Linked DNA regions of Mus musculus: region 1 is linked to region 2. Evidence: chromatin contacts called from public capture Hi-C data. All regions are on one chromosome and are shown on one strand. The core of a region is the stretch at or near the end of the contact, and the rest is flanking DNA. Distances in the headings are between cores, read along the strand shown.

Evidence for each region. Capture Hi-C pulls out chosen DNA fragments and counts their contacts.
Region 1: a contact with region 2 is called in a capture Hi-C map of embryonic stem cells, with 4 times the contacts expected there. The contact joins two enhancer-like sites. A contact is called at or near these places in 5 of 39 promoter capture datasets (the 3T3-L1 cell line, 3T3-L1-derived adipocytes, the SN4741 cell line and 1 more), 1 of 484 Hi-C or Micro-C datasets (embryonic fibroblasts), 3 of 115 datasets of contacts at active chromatin or transcription factors (astrocytes, bone marrow-derived macrophages and regulatory T cells) and 2 of 9 other capture datasets (embryonic stem cells and liver).

Annotation. Positions count from the first base shown.
Region 1 is chr17:46,125,754-46,131,991 of GRCm38.p6, forward strand. Mrps18a (mitochondrial ribosomal protein S18A) reads left to right here. Exons shown (of 6, transcript NM_026768.3): 6 at 2,752-3,155. The coding sequence ends at 2,896. Rsph9 (radial spoke head 9 homolog (Chlamydomonas)) reads right to left here. Exons shown (of 5, transcript NM_029338.4): 5 at 3,517-3,745. The coding sequence ends at 3,585. Among named protein-coding and RNA genes, the nearest start is that of Rsph9, 15 kb to the right of the region's middle. Within about 2 kb of position 4,173, at least 59 of the 459 cell types and tissues checked have an H3K27ac peak or open chromatin away from gene starts, as enhancers often do. A contact at or near this core is called in embryonic stem cells, where this site is marked.
Region 2 is chr17:45,492,795-45,499,325 of GRCm38.p6, forward strand. No RefSeq gene overlaps it. Among named protein-coding and RNA genes, the nearest start is that of Aars2, 11 kb to the right of the region's middle. Within about 2 kb of position 3,052, at least 13 of the 459 cell types and tissues checked have an H3K27ac peak or open chromatin away from gene starts, as enhancers often do. A contact at or near this core is called in embryonic stem cells, where this site is marked.

The sequences.
Region 1 (6,238 bases), core at 2,923-5,422, 630 kb after region 2:
CTATGGATCTCATTGCGTTCTAGGGGAGCTTGTCCCATGGGTCTCACAGCAGCCCGAGAGAGCTGGAGTGTTGCTTGGCTGCGCCATTCCCAGCCACCACACACCTGAACCTTTCCTGCATGGCTGTACTGTATGATGTTTGCCACCGTCCTGGCCCAGCTCCCTTCTCCTTCTGTCCTAGAGGGCCTTGACACAGGGGCAAGGAAGCTGCTGGTGGGCCTTAGACTGTGTCAATCCCTGTTGATGATATCACACTGCACTGGCTGCTATGGGGAAGTCAGAGCATTTCTACAAACTTAGATGTCCCAGCTCTCCAGCACTGGGGTCATTACAGGGCAGAGCAAGGCCTTAGCCATGGGAGGACTGTCTGGGATAGGGTGACATACACAGCATTGCATCAAAGCAGCCTGCATAGTCAGTCACCAATGCCCCTTGCAGTCATGCAGTTAACAGCCCACATAACTGCTATGTCACCGAGTTATCCTGAGGCCTTAGGAGGACAGATTCAAGTCGGGCCTCCAGCTCCAGCAGGCTAGGCAGGCCCCTCCAGTGAGAGCAGATTCTCACCTAACTCAGACAGCTGTCCTGTTGCAGGTTTCCCTCTCCCTGACATAGGCCTCACAGGCAGTTAGATCTATAATAGCCCCCTGTTCAGCAAAGAGCTGGGTCTTTAGAATTGATTTTGCGGTTCTTATGCCCCTGACCTCCAGTGTGTCAAGCTGCCTCTGGTGATAGTGAGGAAGAGACACTCTGCAGGAAGACTGAGGCAGAGCAAGACTCCCCAGCTCCAACAGACCTGTGCAGAGATCCTTGCCACAGCCTAGGTGGAGGCTGGCAGACCCGGTTGCTAAGCAGAGAGTGTAGGATAGGGTAATATAGGCTTGTGTCTTTGTGCCTTGCCTCCCTCATCCCTAGATACTGAGCCCAAGCTGAACTGGGCTAGGCTATCTGCCAGCAGCCCCAAGGAGTAGGGCATGCTCTGGTCCGTTTGGGGTTGAGCCCACCCCCAGCCCTGGCTTTTTAAGAGACAGCAGCAAGCCGGAGGCCACAATCCATCCTGCCCTCGGGCCTTTGAAGCCAGGCCAGGCTCCCTCCCTTACATCCGGTGTCCGTTAGTGTGACACAGGATTGATGATGTGTGGGGGCTCTTGAGTTGCAAAAGGCCATCCTGGGGGAAGGGAAGGCCTGGCTCAGGAGGTACTGATCTCTGTACGCTGTGATTATGCCCAAAGGTCCCTGGCTGCACTCAGGGGCCCTGCTCACTCCTCTGTGTCCTCAGCACCCTGGTACAGCATTGTCTTCTCCAGCAGAGGGGATAGTATCCCCTCTCCTCTCCTGTGCTTAGCACACAGGTGTCCAGGCCAGGCCCAGCTCAGGAGAGGTAGGAAGGGGCTGGTTTAGGAAAGCCTGAGTTCTCACTAGAGCCAAGGTGCCCGCAGAGAGCTGGTTGAATGCCCCCAGCCTACACCAGTTAGCTAGCTGCTCCATGTGGCACAGATGCAGCCAAGGCTCACTGAAGGAGAGCTGAGGAGGAAAGCTCTGGAGACGCTGCGCAGTCGGGCTCTTCTCAAGTCCCTGAGTCCTGATGAACACCTATACCATGGGCCTGTATATGAACCCCATCTTCACCTCTCCCTCTGAGGGCTAGGAGAGGCCAGTGAAGGGGCTAGCTGGAGGTGACGGAACTTATGCTGGGCTAACCTGTTGTCTTAAAACAACTGACCATAGAAACAGCAGCCCCTGTGCAGGGGGTACCCCAGTGCAGTGTTCGTGGGTCCAGCCAACTAGGGAAGGCCTCATCTTCCTACCTCCTGTGCCCAGCACACACCTCTGCCCAGGTCAGATGCAGGACGGACCTCCCGCAGCTTTCCCTCTGCATGAGGCTCACAGCTCAAGCTCCAAAGAACCATGATAGAAAGGCGTGAATCAGCAACCCTCTGTCAGCCAGAAGATGTCAGCCAAAAAAAAAATTTTAATTTCTGCCAGGAATACTAGTTTTTAAAGTAAAACTTGAGGGCCTCTAGAGGCAGCCAGGGCAAGCCTCAACCTCACATAGAACACAGGAGGACCTGGCCTTTGTGGTTGAACTCTTGAGTATGAAGGATGGGCCTTCCTGATCAGGAGCCAGGTTTCATTATGAACAGAGTAAACCCCAGTCTTGGTGCTATGACCCACTCTTCCAGGAACAGTCAGAGCCTAGGCTATCCCCAGAGGAGGCCAGAGGGCCATGGGTGGCCGCCATCTTTCCCTGGCCCCTCCTACTTACAGAAACCTGCTGGAACACAGCACTGCTGTGTTCATCCCTTGCTTCCTATGGGGTGAGGGATGGGGTCCTGCAACGATTGAGGTGCCCTGGGAAGTCCCCTGGAGGCTAGGAGATCTAAAGGAGCCAAGTGGGATGAGTGCAGGCCTTCTCCAGCCTTCTGTCACATTCCTGTCTCCAGCGTCAGGCCAGAGACCTGCGTGACAAGCAGGATTCTTCTCTGCCTTCCTCCTGCAGTGTGGATGTACACTGACAACTCTTAAAGGTCAAGGGGATGGGCCTGGGCTGCCAGACTCCACCTCAGCCCTGAGTACACACACTTGTAGCCGCAAGAGCCCAGCCCATCTGTTTACAAAACAGCAGTCCCCTCCCCCAAAAATGCTTTGCCTTTTGAGAAAGGAAAACTGGTGAGGGAGGCAGCACAGCCCCAGGGGGCAGTGTCCGGCTCTTCCTGCCCCAGCAGGCAACCTCTTGTGTTCCCACTACAGCTATCTGACTCGCTGGGCTCCCAAGTCCGTCAAGCCCATCTATAAAAAAGGCCACCGTTGGAACAAGGTGGGTATGGCCGTGGGGTCACCACTCCTGAAAGACAATGTCTGCTACTCCAGAAGGCCTCTGAAGATGATGCATTAGTGGGAGCAGGACTTCTGAAGAGCTGACTAGAACCGTCTAGAAGATGCACTTGCTCCTCCCACCAGAACCATTATCCTCCACAACAGCACAGAGAACTAACTTCTGTGCCTTGGATCTGCCCAGCTGCAATGTTGGAAGCCAAGGGCAGCCAGGAGCTGGATCTCCTGGCCACTGTGGTCTTCTGCCTGGCTGGGGCTGAGGTTGGAGCAGGGACGGGAGCCTTACCCAAGGCAATGTAATAAAGCAGGCTCTTGGCTTCCCCGTGTGGTCAGTGCTTAGAAATGTGGGGCCTGTGCATAGTAGGGAACTGCCTAATGGGCCCTGTCAGTGGACCTGGGGCAGGTCCATGTGCCACACAGGTCCCATCGTCTGCTGACGGGCACCACACTGCAGTGAGGGCCTAGTGACTGTCAGTTACTAGCAGCTTTCAGTTGAATCCAGGAATTTGAGCGGGCCCCTAACTGCCCCTTCACACCATCTCCACCCATCTACACTTGATGCCTCCTCCTTCATTAGCTCATCCCAGGCCTCTGCTTCTTGGTTCAGAATTGTTTTCTGGCCTTTCATAGCCAGGTGACTAGATTGCCAGAGGGACAAAATGACAACAATCAAGACAGAACAAAAAGGCCCAACAGTTGAACTTTATGAAAGAGTGTTTCGACCCCACATAAATATCCAGCCTGCCTTCCTACAGCATGAAGGGCAAGTCCATGTTCTTCTCTCCTGTGCCTACGTAGATGTAGCCATAGTTCTTGGTGCGAGGAGCGTGGTAGAAGGTGAGGCCTGGCCAGAGCAGGCTGCGCAGCACCACCAGTGCGTTGCCCCTTTCCATCTGGATGCTCCAAGACCCTGGATGGGAGGGACAATTGAGGCCTGGCACTGAGGTGCCACTGAGAAAGTTGCTGTGCTCCTGATGGTCACAGTCACTTGCTCATGACACAGGGAAGGGAGCAAGTGTAGAGGTGACTTCAGGGACCCACAGATGGTGTGGCTCCCTTTCCTTGCTTCAGGGTAAATCACTGACCTTGGGCCTCTGCCCTAAGATCGATGAGACAACCAGGGGCTCAAGCTGAAGTTGGGCCATTTCAGGCCTCCACCTCAGTGGTCTGCCCAACTGCTGATGGGTGGAGTCATGCCTGGTAGGAGGAGACCTCGGCTGCTGAGTCTGCCCCATGCTACTCAAGACGCCAGGCAGCTCAGACCAGGCTAGGCTGTGCAGCCAGGATGACTTGGCTGGAAGGGCCTGATCCAGCTCCAAGGGAGGGAGCCGCTGTGTGGGAGGAAGGAGCCTGGGAAAATCGCCTCTGGATGCAGATCTGGGCTTCTATTCCCCTGCGCACAGAGGCCTCTCCCCCAAACCAGCCACAGCCCTGCTCTGGGCCCTGCCAGGAAGGCAAATAACTTTTGAAGGTTTTGGTACAGGACCAACCAGTTATGCTCAGAGGGCTGATCTGGAGCCTTCATCAGTTGCCAGCTCAGCCCCGGTGCTGGCTCCCACCACTCAAGCTTCCCGCAGCCTACCTCCAACCATGGCCCACCCTGGTCACTCCACACCCAGCAGCCTCACGATTCAGTCAGTTTCCACCCTCCAGAGGCCACCCTGCATCAGAGAAGCCTATCCCCGTGTAGCTAGCTGCCTGCCCAGGTCAAAACCAGAGCTTTCTGGAAGCATGGAGGTCCTCTGCCCCTGGTCCTGACTGAGCCATGCACAGAACAATGGGGTGAAGGCCACACCATGGGCCTATCGCTTGCTCTAGGCCCCAGTGCCACCGCCAAGGAATCAAAACATCAAGTGAAACAGGCCCCGGTTGGTACGACACCTAGCCAACAGCTGTTCTTTGGGCACCTGAGAACCCTGGTGGCTTTCTTGGTCACAAGTCTCCAGGAAACATTGCTTGAGGGGAGACAAGGATAGAATGTTACAGAACAGTGTCCCAGGCCCTGTGTTTTATCCTTGGCAACAAAAAGACCCAGAAATATACAGTTCTCTAGCCTTAAGTCCCATTACTGGGGCCCAGAACATCATTTGGACAGCTTTCTACAGAGACCTAATCCCTCATTGCCCTTGGAGCCCACAGCTACACAGCCTCTGTGAGATAAGCAAGACCAAGCTCTGATTGCCCACCCAGGGAGGCTGGCTTGCAGCGTCCCTCACTCAGGCGCTAGCCTGGAGAAAACAGCCTAGGGTCTATCCCTAACCCCACTGTATCCAGATATCTATCGATTCAACCAACAGCATGGTGGCATGGGGCCCCTCAGACCAGCATGTCTGCTCACCTCTTACTTCGAGGAGATGGGAAGCAGAGGCTGAAATGAGTAGCCCAAGCCCAGCAACATGGGTAAACTGTGAGGAAGTTAAAAAAATACAAATACAGATGCCAGTGAGGGCGGGACCAAGCAAGCCAAAGGGTGCTGAGTTGCAGCATGCCAGGGGCCGGGCTCTCTGCCTTCCCGCGCAGCCCCGGCATCGTGTTCTTGTCCTCTCAACCTCCCTGGTTCAGTCAGCTCATCATCTGGGACACACACCATGTTCCATTCTCTCTCTCTCTCTCTCTCTCTCTCTCTCTCTCTCTCTCTCTCTCTGTGTGTGTGTGTGTGTGTGTGTGTGTGTGAGCAGACACACAGTGTGTACCTGACACCTTCACCTCCATCTCAACTGTAAATATGGAAAAACCAGGCCCAGACAACTGTGGTAGTAGCCCTTTGAAGGAATGATCCAGTGGATCAGTTCACAGCCCCAGGCCTCCTCAGACCTGGCTTCCTCTCCAGAGACCTGTACTGAGACTGGGGAGAAGATCCAGCCTGGAACTCAGCAGCTGAGCCTCTGCAGTTGGCAGGAGGTCTTCCTGGGTTTCCCAATGCCAGAGAGAGTAAGGGCCAGGCTCAGGTCAAACTGTCGAGGGAGCAGCAGGTATCCTACGTCTCAACCCCTAAAGGTCATCACACTAAGCAATGGCCGGGAAGGCCTGGGTAGATGGCTCAAAGCTAGATTTGATTCCCAGCACCTACGTGATGGCTAATAACCATCTAACACCAGCGCCATGGTGGCCTCCATAGGCACCAGGCATATGTGTAGTACACAGATATACATGCAAACAAAATACCCATACAGGTAAAATGAAATTTAAAAAAAAAAAAAAATGGGCTGGTCAGATGGCTCAGTGGGTAAGAGCACCCGACTGCTCTTCCGAAGGTCCGGAGTTCAAATCCCAGCAACCACATGGTGGCTCACAACCATCTGTAACAAGATCTGACGCCCTCTTTTGGAGTGTCTGGAGACAGCTACAGTGTACTTATATAATAAATAAATAAATCTTTAAAAAAAAATGGCTGTAAGTTCCT
Region 2 (6,531 bases), core at 1,802-4,301:
ACCATGCTTCTGCTAGCTGCTCCCCAATAAATTGTTCTTTTCAACCATGGATCTATCTGTGTCTTCAGTCTCGTAGCATCTTTGGAGATAGTCATTCTGCAGCTCGTTTTCCTGGTACACACACACACACGCACACGCACACGCACACGCACACGCACACGCATGTGCGCTCCCTGCTCAGAATGCTCCCTAAGAGCACGGAGTGCATCAACCTCGATGGGCACAAGGTAGTCACTCCCCACATTTGCAGAACTGAGCAGGATGTATGTATACTCTTAATTCCATTAACCAAATTGTACAGCCCCTCCTTTTTCTGGACCATTGAGGAATTTCCCAGTGGCCTTTCTGAATCATTACAGTGCCCCTGCTGATAATCTTCAGGGCTCCATGTGCTCCTGAATTTACTTAACACGCTTTCAATAGTTCCTTGGCTTGCTACCAAAATGGTGCAAACATATATCACATATATCATAATCCATCTTGTCCCACGCATCGGCTTTTTATTTTCTTCCATCAGCTTGCAAATCTGGCTACTCATCTACAGACTTCAGTGATACAAACGAAAAAAGTTATGCTTCTTGCCTGTAACAATGCAGACCAAGTTCCCCTGTGACTGTGTAAGGCCAGAGACAAGGGTCTTTTCATCCTTTTTCTTTGTCCTGGCCAGATGTGGGCTTTCCCATCAACCCAAGCTATAAGTCTATGTCTCAGCCTGGGAAGGAGAGAAGGGTAGTTTGTATACCATGGAGCAGATTGCTTCTGCCCCCACCCAGGGAGAGTTCTGAGCTCCTTGCCTGTGCCTGGCAGCAAGAAGCGTCCCTGAGGTGAATGGGCTTTCCTGTGATCCTGTTTCCTAACTGACTGAGAGTTGGGATCGCAGATACATGGACTTTCAGAATTGCGTGTATAAAACACACATACATGGGGCTGGAGAGATGACTCAGTGGTTAAGAGCACTGACTGCTCTTCCAGAGGTCCTGAGTTCAACTCCCAGCAATCACACGGTGACTCACAACCATCTGTAATGGGATCCAATGTCCTCTTCTGGTGTGTCAAAAGAGAGCAACGGTGTACTCACATACATAAGTAAATAAGTATTTAAAAAAAAACTTTAAGTGCACACACACACACATATGGGTATACACATACACTAAGTTAACAGGGTTGTTCTAAAGGCAGGCTGTCAGGTTCAAATCCCCATTCTACTGAGTATTGCCTGCATGTTAGTAAACGTACCACTGAACCACTCTCAGCCTCCTCGTGTGTAAAATAAGGTTCATAACAGCTTAATGTGAAAACTGAATGTCGCTAAATGTAAAGCGTGTCACTGGAGCCTGGGTGTGGAGGGTCACTGCTTAGAGAGCTTACCTAACATTGCAGGAGGTAGGGTTGGAGCCCTAGCACAGCACCTGACACATACCAGGTGCTCAGTACCAGGTAGCTGCTGTTAGAAGCATAAATGCTCTGCTAAGTCCCAGGTCCCAAGCAAGGATCTGCCATCCTGGAGGAGTTTGGCTCCCTGGCCTCTGGCAGCACTTACCATTGCCTGGAGGCCCTCTTCCCTCCTCTCTTTTCTGCTCTGGGTTCTGTCCCAGATGGCTTAAAGCCACTGGAAGCTGAAAGGCAGGCGAGGGAAAGAGGGGTGGCAGAGGAGGATTGTCGTCATCAATTACAATCAACTTGTATTTTGAGAGGCCCCATCTCCCTCACATCCTGAATGCATTTTTAATGGCATCTCAAAGGGTAATGGGTAAGCTGATAGCAAATGAAATCGGCGCTAATGGTAGATCTCCAGTTCTGTGTTTACATCTCTGCTCTCCCCAGACATCCTAACAGACAGACAGAGGCCCCATTTCAAGATGGATAATGGAACTCTGGGTTCTGATATATTAGTGTGTGTGTGTGTGTGTGTGTGTGTGTGTGTGTGTGTGTCTGAGACAGACAGACAGACAGACAGACAGACAGAGCTTTCTAAACCAAAGCCAGAGTGGCGCCTCACCCCTGACAGCAGGTGACAAAGGAAGCTGAGTGTCAAGAGCCTCAGCCACCCACCTTCCACCATAGCAAGTATTCCCGGAGGTAACTCTCTTTTTGTTCCCAAAATCCCACCTTTGGGGGAAGGGACACAGCCTTCCTTTGTAAATGGAGACGGATTTGATGATAAATTTCCCTGGAAAATAAACAAATGTTGCTTCAGAGGCTTTGATCTTGTCCTTCATCTATTTTGGAACCAGGAAGTAATGAACTAACTTACAAACTCAAAAAAAAAAAAAAAAGAAAGAAAGAAAGAAAGAAAGAAAGAAAGAAAGAAAGAAAGAAAGAAAGAAAGAAAAAAAAAGACAAAAACTGGAGAAATGGTTCAGCTTGCAAAATGTTTGCCATGCAAGATCCAGGGTTTGTTTGTTTTTTTAAACAAACAAACAACAACACAACAACAACAACAACAAACAGTGCTGTAAGCGCTGGGGTGGGAAGACGGAGATCCTGGGGCCCTCTGAACCAGTGTAGACGAACAGACAACTCCAGGTTCAGCGAGAGACACTGTCTGCAAAACATACAGTGGAAAAGCAGCCAAGAAAGACACAGATGCCAACCTCTGGCCTCCATGTGCATGCATACCCACACACATACCCATAAACACAGACACACAAAGACAATCCCACGCCCCACCGCCCCAGTGGGGGGGGGGGGCTACAAAAAAGCATCCAAGAGAAACCTCCACAATCCCCGCCCACCTAGCCCCACCTCGCTCCTTGTCCAAGGTCATCTACCTCTGCAAAGCTACCCAAGCAGATACAAAGAAGCTTGCCCTTGCACAGTGGCCACACCCGGCCTCACCCTTCCGCGTGCGTGCTTTCCTTTCACCTTTTTGCTGGTCTGTTCATAACACTCCAAAAGAATCACTTCCTTTCGGGCTTCCCCCCAGGAAGATGCAAACACTACCCAGAACCCCACACAGTTCTAGTGAAGAACGGAGCCCTTAAGGATCATCATGCCGCTTCCCCTCATGAGCTGTCAGCGACTGAATACACTGCCAGGCTGGGAGCTGGGCTCCAAGGCAGGCCTTTGCCCTCTGAAACCCCCTTTCCTTCGCCAGCCCACCAGTGCAGAGTGGTGCAAGCCACACTCACCCCATACTTAGAGCTGTTCAAACTGCCGAGGACTGATTGGTGTGGTTGTTCATAATATGGTCTTATTACGCACTTCACGCTGCCCTCGGCAGCCCTGCGTTGGCTGGACCTCCTACCTAGATCAGGTCTCAAGCTTGTGGCAGTCCTCCTGCCTCTCCAGTGCCACCATGCCTGTTTTTGTTGTCAGCTTTTTCAAAACAAACAAACAAACACACACACACACACACACACACACACACACACCTGTGCTACCAAGAAGTTAAGAGTAAGAGATTCGGGATGTAGCTCAGGGGAGTACTTCCCAGGCGTGCCCTGAGTTCCTTTGCTGCTTCTGCCAAAGAGGAAAGGAGGAGGAAGAGGAGGAGGAAAAGGAGGAGGAGGAAGAGAAGACAAGGAAGGAGGATGGATGAAGTTTGTTTTTTTAATCAGTGAATAGACAGTGATTTTTCCATGAGCTTGTGTACAGCAACTTTCTGGGGTTCTTATCATGTATTTTTAATTAACTATAATTATATAGGTATATATTTGATAGTGTACTATAAATGAAATTTGTACAATCAAAGCAAGTAGATTAACCTGTCATTCTCTTCACATACTCATTACTTTTTTTGAACATTTAAAATTCTCCCTTTTTTTTTAAAGATTTATTTTATGTATATGAGTACACTGTAGCTGTCTTCAGACACACCCAGAAGAGGGCATCAGATCTCATTATGGATGGTTGTGAGCCACCATGTGGTTGATGGGAATTGAACTCAGGACCTCTGGAAGAGCAGCCAGTGCTCTTAACTACTGAGCCATCTCTCCAGCCCCTAAATTTTATCCTTTTTAAAAATATTTATTTATTATGTATACAGTGTTTTGCCTATATGTATGCCTGCATGTCAGAAGAGAGTACCAGAGCTCACTATAGATGGTAGTTGCTGGAGATTGAATTCCGGCTATATAGCCCAGACTAGTGTGGAACTCATAGGTAGCCCAGGCTGGCCTTAAGTTGAGGCCATCTTTGTTTGTTTGTTTGTTTGTTTGTTTGTTTGTTTGTTTGTTTCAAGACAGGGTTTCTCTGTGTAGCCCTGGCTGTCCTGGAACTCACTCTGTAGACCAGGCTGGCCTCAAACTCAGAAATCCACCTGCCTCTGCCTCCCGATCGAGGCCATCTTCTGATCTTGACCTCCTAAGCACCAACCAGGATTAGGGGTGTATCACTATGCCCAGTTTAGATTATAGTTTTCATATAGCATTTTGAACCTGGGGCTTTGCTTTTAGATATGGCTGATTGCAAGTCTAACACAAGAAACGTATGAAATACTCAGGCATGGTGACTCACCCCAGTAGTCCTAGTATTTTAGATGCAGAGGTATGAGAATCAGGAGTTCAAGGACAGCCTCAGCTACATAGTCACTTGGAGGCCAACCTGAGCAACAAGAGACCCATCTCAAAAGAAAACAAATAAAGAAATCCCAAAAGCACTAGATTAGCTGAGTGTGAGAACCACTTCAGTTTAAGAGATTAGATCTGGGACTGGAGAGGTAGCTCAGTGGTTAAGAGCATTCATGGTCTTGCAGAGGACCCAGGTTTGGTTTCCCCCAGTCCCTACCTGGTAACTCAAGACCAGGTCCAGGAGATCCAACAACCTCTTCTGGCCTCCACAGGTACCAGACATGTACATGGTGGACAGACATACAGGCAGACAAACCATGTGTGTGTGTGTGTGTGTGTGTGTGTGTGTGTGTGTGTGTGTGTGTGTATGTATGTATGTATGTATGTATGTATATAATTAAAATGACAAGAATTTGAGACCAGCTTGGGTATAACTGAGACCCTATTTAGAAATATGAGAATATTGGAATAGTATAAGAGTTAAAAATCCACATTTGACTGGTAAAAGAAACACAAGGGCTGGAGTCATAGCTCCTTTGGTAAAGTACTTTCCTAGTATGCACCAGGGCCTAGTCCATCCCCAGACTCACATAAACCAGGTTTGGAGCCCCATGCCTATAATCCCAGCACTCAGGAGACAAAGCAGGATCAGTAAGTCAAAGTTGTACCCAGTTATGAAGTGGAAACTTGTGGTTTCTTTGAAAAGTCAGACTGGGCAGTGATAGTGCACACCTTTAATCCCAGCACTTGGGAGGCAGAGACAGGTGAATTTCTAAGTTCAAGGCCAGCCTGGTCTCCAGAGTGAGTTCCAGAACAGCCAGGGCTACACAGGGAAACCCTGTCTCAAAAAAAAAAAACAAAAAACAAAAAAAAAAAAAAAAACAAAAAAAAAAACAAAAAGAAAAAAGAAAAAAGAAAAAAAAATAGTCAGTTATGTCGAAGGGTGTTTTGCTGCTGCAAACATGTGAAGGAGTGTGGCCACAGGTAAAAGGTTGTTCGTGAAGGAACATTTTGCTGAAGCAGTCACAGGTCAAAGGATGCTTTGCTAAAGCAAGCACTTGAAAGGGCGTATGATGCAGGATTCTTTGATAATGATGTGATGTATTGGTTTGCCTTACACGCTTTGTTGAACTGCATTTGCCATGACTCCATAGAGAAAAACACGCCGAAAAGCTTCTCTAGGTGGTTCCCACATCTTCTTGTGGATTCCGTGGACTCGGGTCAACTAGCAGAGTGATGTCAGCTGCTATACATAGACTCACATGGAGTTTTGCTAAGACAGGCTCACGTGCTGAGGCAAGACACGTGGTAAGGCAAGACCTGTAGAGGACACTTGGTGTTTTGAGGCAGTATAAATAGGACTCAACGGACGGTGATGGAGGCTGGGCTTGCTTGCATAACTAGCTTTGCAGTGCTTCTTGGTCTCGCGTCTTCACTGACCTTCGATTTGTTGAGAGCGGCACAGTTGAGAACTTCCCCTGGCATCCCTGGTGGTCCTAATTCCTCCTGCTAACTCCAGCCAATTCGGCTGAAGCCTGGCAGTTTCTGCTAGGTCGGGCCACCGCTGCTGATTCGTATTTGCTATCCCAACTCTACCAATCTGACCTGCTCGTATATTCGTGAAGTATTTGTGAGTGGATCAAGCTGCTGAATCCTGTGAACTTCACTGCTGATTTCCTGACAACACAGATAGGATTTTCTCCAAAGAACAATTTCTAAACAGTTCCACTCCCCCCGTCTCCCGGTATCCTAATAACCTCTCTTTTCCACCTACCTCTGGTGGATGATGGGCTAGAAGGGAGGTTAAAGCATTTAAGAACCATCATTAAAGGTAGTTTTTGAAAAATAAAAGCTCATAGCTAACAAAGCAAGTTGGGGGCAAGTCTACACTACCTGAAACCTTGTGTTTAGAAAAATGCAAATTGAGTGTGAATATTATTAAGGCCTACTGTTTACACGTATAAATGTATCATAATGAAGCATAATATTTTGGACAATTAATATATGCTGTAAGGGGACA